2 separate regions of the Pan troglodytes genome follow, and region 1 is linked to region 2. The links are chromatin contacts, called in public HiChIP or PLAC-seq maps. All regions are on one chromosome and are shown on one strand. Each heading gives the region's core, a stretch centred on a gene start, on an enhancer-like site or on the middle of the called end of the contact. The rest is flanking DNA. Distances are from core to core; before and after follow the strand shown.

Region 1 (2,700 bases), core at 71-2,570, 950 kb after region 2:
TCTCAGAGTATTTCTGTAGTTAATATAATAAAATGACAGATGTGGAGTTGAAATGGATCATCGAGTCCAAGCCTGCCAATGAGTTCAAAACTGTCCCAGAGCACCCCTAACATGGACCATTCAGAATCCAGTTGACATTCCTAGCACGATGCATGCCTTGTTTAGTGTGAGACTACTTTCTGGAAATGGATGCACAAACAGAATCAGTATTACAGGAAGTTGTTATGGCATGGTCCCTATGAAGATGCATTCCCAACTTACAGCTTGTATTTTGTAATCAATATTTGTCCTCCTCTAACCTCAGGAAGTCATAACATGACTCCAGCCATAAAATTTTCCTGCTGTGCTTCTTCGTACAATAGTGGCTCTTTTCCTCCTAGGCTATAAGGATATTATCAATGTCCCTCAAAAGGTCAAGTGACTTCTCACCATTCCTAACTGATCTTTAACGTGTTTCCTCCAACAGTTCCTTAAACACCCAATGAGATGCTCTTCTATGGCAACGTATAGAACCTCCAGAACTACCACTTGCAATTTTTTAGTAACTCAGAACTGTTGATTTTTAAAATGGCAAAAATACAGATCCTAATGGATACTGACAACTAACAGAAATACTGACAAGTAGCAACTCTTCAACGGAGTTGAGAACAGGAAGAGGGTGCTATAACTAGGTGAGAACATAAAATGTGCAACTGTGCTTACTCTACTGATCTCAGAGTAGACAGATAGAAAGTAATTTTTTTAAGTACATAAGGTTGTACTATTTGATGCTCTGATATATTTTTCTTCAATATAAAAACTACTGGGAGGCGAGCGAACAGTATCTGCCCTGAACAGGGCAGTACTAATGGACGGTCACAGGCAGCTAAGACTATCACCAAACCCCTAGAGCAGCCCAACCCCGAAGTCAGATGGTCCTGTCCCCTCCTTACTTGCTCCAGGGCAAGTATCACACGTGGACATTACTGCTTCCAGTACTGTTTCATGCATTTTGTTTGGTGCATTTTGTCCGTCTCCCTGGCACCTGGTGGGTGGTGAATCAGCAGTTTTTGAACGAATAAGTGGTTATTACATTAATTCGTGCCTCAATGAATGAATGAATGGACAAACACAGGCCGGGAGCCTGACCCACTTCCCTCTTCCCTCCCGGGACCCACCGCTCCAGGACTGGGCGAACCTCAGGCGAGCGTCTGCTCCCCTCTTCCGCGAACCTTCGCCTACGGCGGCCGGGAGGCATCAGGAGCGCGGTCAGGGCGAAAAAGCCGACTCGCGAGCGCGCAGGCGCAGCCCTGACGCTTCCGTGGGGCCACTTCCTTCTTTGTCTCCTAGCAACGGCGGGTAGCGTTGTTGACATCCCGGGAGGCTGTGCCGCCGGCCTGAGCCCAGAGTTTCGCGGCCTCCGCGATGGTAAATCTGGGGTCTCCGTCCACGCCCCGCCGTTCCAAGCACGCCGACCGGCAAGGACCTTCGCACCCAGCTTCTGGGGCCCACCCAGGCACGGGCGGTCCAGGGGCCGCGGCGGAGGCTGGTGGCTCCAGGATCTTCCTGGAGGGGCGAGAGGGAGACCTTGGAAAGGGGCAAGAAGATGTCTAGATGAGTGGAAGCTGTCTTGGGAATTGATTTCGCGGGGATGGTACATAGGGAGGGGTGATGTTGAGAAAGGGAAGAGAGAGATTGAGAGGATGAAGAATGCTCAGGGGAGTGAGAAATCCGGGGAGCCAGGAAAGTTTCCAAAGAGGGGGCGGGAGGCCGAGATGGAGAGGAAAAAAAATCAGACCCTTAGAGAGAAGGAAGAGGTGGGACAGGGAAAGCAAGGGAATGGAAGGGTGAGAAGGGAAGATACTGAGAAAGAAGAAAGGGAAATAAAAAAAAAGGAAAGAAGTGATGGGAGACCCGCCCCCCTTCCCCCCAGAAAAAGAGGTAAGAAAAAAAAAAAGTAGAGACTGTGGAAAGCAAAGGGCGTTAAGAGAAGAATGAAACGGGGATTGGAGATGGGCATTAAGAAATTATACTAGGAGCACTTACAAATCATGAGAAGAGAAACAACTGGGTGGAGAAATGGAAAGGCTAGGGAAAGAAAAGAAAGGAGTTTGGGAGATACGTAAAGGGAGAAAGATAAATGAGGACACAGTGGCTGTAAGAAGCTGTGGACATCGTCTTAAAGATTGCCCAAAATGCAGTGAATTATTGATCCCCTGTTCAACGCTTACGGTTTAGTGTAGTGTTTCTCAAAGTCAGATGCAAACATTCGTTGCTACATAAGATGGCCGAGAAATGCTAAATAAGAGTGAATCACATCGTGAGAAAGTTATTCCTCTTCCATTTTGTTCAACCTTCAGACTACATACAGGAGAAAATTTCTGTTGCTATTAGGTCCTTAATACCACGGTCATTTGGAAATTTCCATTTTTTCATCCGAAGAGCAGGCCTCAGGCTCAGAGCTTTCATTGCAGTAGAATTTAATGATAGGCTCTCTCTTCATTTTGTTCATTTTGTTCATTTTACAGTTATTTCTATTTATGAGGAATAACGTCAGGTTTCCATTTGTGGTAGTGACATACGGTTTCCTCTTAAAATGCATTTATTTAAGCTTTTAGCAGTGAGATAATTTAAAGAACACCTAGATAAATAGTATACATGGCATTCATAATGGCAAGAATCATGAATCTAGTACACAAATGCCGAAAGTCAAGAAAACAT
Region 2 (2,703 bases), core at 85-2,584:
TTCAGGGTCCGCCTCTTCTGCTTCAGCCGGATCACCTCCTCCTTGCTGACCCCGCGCAGCTGCCGGTTCAGCTCGCGCACAGACATGGTCACCAGCTGCTCGTCGGAGAAGCGGTCGTCGAAGTGCAGGCCGCCGGCGGCGTGGTGCGGGTGCAGGGCGCCCCCCGCCCCCGCCGCGCCCCCGCCGCCTCCGCCGCCGCCGCCGCCGCCGCCGCCCCCAGCGCTGGCCGGGCCACCGCCGCCCGCGCCCCCAGCGCCACCGGCCGAGGCGGCCGCGCTGCCCGCGGCGCCGGGCGCGCCGGCCGTCGGGTGGTGGTGGTGGCCGGCGGCGTGGTGGTGGTGGTGGTGGTAGTGCGGGCCCGCGCCGCTCTGCGCGGCGGCCGCGGCGATCACGGCGGACACCACGGCGGCGGCGGGGCCCATCTCCTCGCCGCTGCCGCCCAAGGAGGCGCCGGCACCAGCCCCGGCCGCCGCGGCCAGCTGCTGCGCCCCGCGCGCGTAGCCATCGAAGCCGCCCTGGAGCTGGTGGCTGTTGCTGATGAGTGCCTCGACCGCGTCCTCAGGGCTGAAGCCCAGCGCCTCGGGGTTCAGCTGCTGCGGGTAGCCGGTCATCCAGTAGTAGTCTTCCAGGTGCGCCTTCTGCTCGCTGCCCGAGCCCGGGCTGGGCGCCGAGAAGCTGGGGGAAGGGGGCACCGAGCTGCACGGCGTGCTCATGGGGGTGGAGGACAGCGAGCCCCCGGCGATGAGACGGCCGCACTGGCTGATGATGCGGTCGGTCTCCACCGGTTCCTTTTTCACTTCAAACTTCATCAGATCGAAGTCATTAACATATTCCATGGCCAGGGGACTGGTGGGCAGGTCGGAGTTGCTCATTGCCAGTTCTGATGCCATTCTCCTGCCGCCGCCGCCGCCGCCGCTCCGCCAGATGGGCTGCAGGAGAGGGGCCAGCGGGCTGTGCTGGGTGGCCAGCGGGTGAGCCAGCTTGCCGGGCTGGGGCGCTTCTAGCTTGCGCGGCGGTGGCTGGCCCGAAACCTCCGAGCGCGCTCACACACACACCCCCCCGCCCTGCCCGCGCCCCCCGCGCCCGCCCTCCCTCCCCCCTGCTCACGCCAATGTGCTCCCTCGCTCGCCCCGGCCCCTCCTTGCTCGCTCGCCTCCTTGCGCGCCGAGCCGGCGGCTTCAGGCTCGGGAAGATCCTCCGCGAGCTGCGGTGGCGGCGGTGGTGGCTGCGGCGGCGAAGCTGGAGGAGCCCGGCCCGGTGCGCGGCGTCCCCCGCTCGCCGCTCCGCTGCGCGCTTTGCATAAGGAAGGGCTCGCCTCGCCGGCCCGGGCTGCAGGCAGGGCGCGCGCGGCGGCCGCTCGGGGCTGGAGGCGCGGCGGGCGTCTGTCCGGGCGGCGCGGGCCTTGGCACGGGGGAGTTAACACTTCATGCTTCTCGCCTCCTCTTCTGCTTGGCTCTCTTTATTATTTTTTTTCTTTCCTCTCTCTCCCTCGCGCGCTCTCTCCCTCTGTGCAAAGTGCAAGGCAGAGGTGCAGCCCGACTGGAGGAGAGGGAGGGGGGAGTTTAGTTCTTTCTTGCCTTTTTTTAAAAAAGCAAAATAGCGAAGTCCTGGGGAAAGACGAGGCAGAGAGCAAAGGGGGGAGGGGGAGGCCAAGCCGACAAGCAGCCCGAGCTACAGCTCGAAGATGAAAAAAGATTTTAAAGCCTCTGATCCAGCAAGAAGAGTTTAAAGCAATTGCTGAGTTTTATAGCACTCGTGACGTCAGGTCCAAATGAGAAATTGACTGGCACTCCGGGCCAATGGGAGGCAGCGAGAGCGGCCGCGATTAGCATAATAGTATAGAAACAAGGAAACTTTTCGGAGCTGTCAATCAGGGCCCAATCAGCTGACTGTCAGCTGGGACGGGCTGGCTTAACCCTTCCTGCGCCGCTGCCTACCCGGGAGGGAACGAGGCCCGACGCAAAGTTTGGTGTAAGAGGGGAAGGAGTTTTTCCAGAGGGGCTTCGGCAATCCGGGCGGACCTAGGAGGACGGTTTGCTTTTCTTTGGAGCGCGAGACAGGCCTCCCATCCGGAACCCCAGCTCGCTGGGGGCTCACTCGGCTGGGATTGGCCTGATTCCCCTCCCCTGCCTGCCCTCCACCCCCAGGATTGTGAATTCGCCTCCCAGCTTTTCCTCCTCGCACCAACTCTGGTACCCAGGTGTCTGCCGGGGACCTTCCTTCCCTGAGCCTGGCCGTGCCCGGCGCTCAAACTTGGCCCCAACTCTTTGTCCGTCTCTCGGGCGCCCGTGCGGGGAAGGGACCGGGAAGGGAGGGATGCAGTGGGGTGTCCGGATCGGGACTGCGGGCTGGGCGCCGCCCGGCCGTGCGCCTGCCCAGAAGGCTGGGCATCCGTGGAGAGGGAAAGCCCATTTTATCACTCTCTTTACAAGGAGGTAAAATAAGTTGTTTAGAGGCCATTCTTCACGGAGACTGGCTGCCCGCTGGCGTCGCGTGCCCTTGGACAGAGCGAGCGCCTATGCGAGATAACTCCGGGGAAGCTCAAAGTCAGGTCAGCCGGGCTCAGCCTTCCGGCTCCTGACTGGCCGCAGTTTGGCCTTTGAGACTCATATTGCGCGCTCGCTCTCTCTCTCTCTCTCACACACACACACACACACACTCACACTCACCCATCCCCTTACGAAATCTGACCTCTGTTTATCA

The links. HiChIP or PLAC-seq counts read pairs in DNA pulled down with a chosen protein or histone mark.
Region 1: a contact with region 2 is called in an H3K4me3 HiChIP or PLAC-seq map of stem cell-derived excitatory neurons, with 4 times the contacts expected there. The contact joins the promoter of DYNLRB2 here to the promoter of MAF in region 2. A contact is called at or near these places in 1 of 7 Hi-C or Micro-C datasets (stem cell-derived neural progenitor cells) and 1 of 1 datasets of contacts at active chromatin or transcription factors (stem cell-derived excitatory neurons).

What each region holds. Positions count from the first base shown.
Region 1 is chr18:78,691,883-78,694,582 of NHGRI_mPanTro3-v2.0_pri, forward strand. It overlaps DYNLRB2 (dynein light chain roadblock-type 2), which reads left to right and starts at 1,321. Exons shown (of 7, transcript XR_010152641.1): 1 at 1,321-1,407. It overlaps LOC104002686 (a long non-coding RNA gene), which reads right to left and starts at 1,269. Exons shown (of 4, transcript XR_675071.5): 1 at 1,158-1,269.
Region 2 is chr18:77,744,356-77,747,058 of NHGRI_mPanTro3-v2.0_pri, forward strand. It overlaps MAF (MAF bZIP transcription factor), which reads right to left and starts at 1,335. Exons shown (of 2, transcript XM_511123.7): 1 at 1-1,335. The coding sequence starts at 890. LOC104002681 (a long non-coding RNA gene) reads left to right here and starts at 1,823. Exons shown (of 2, transcript XR_008540073.1): 1 at 1,823-2,703.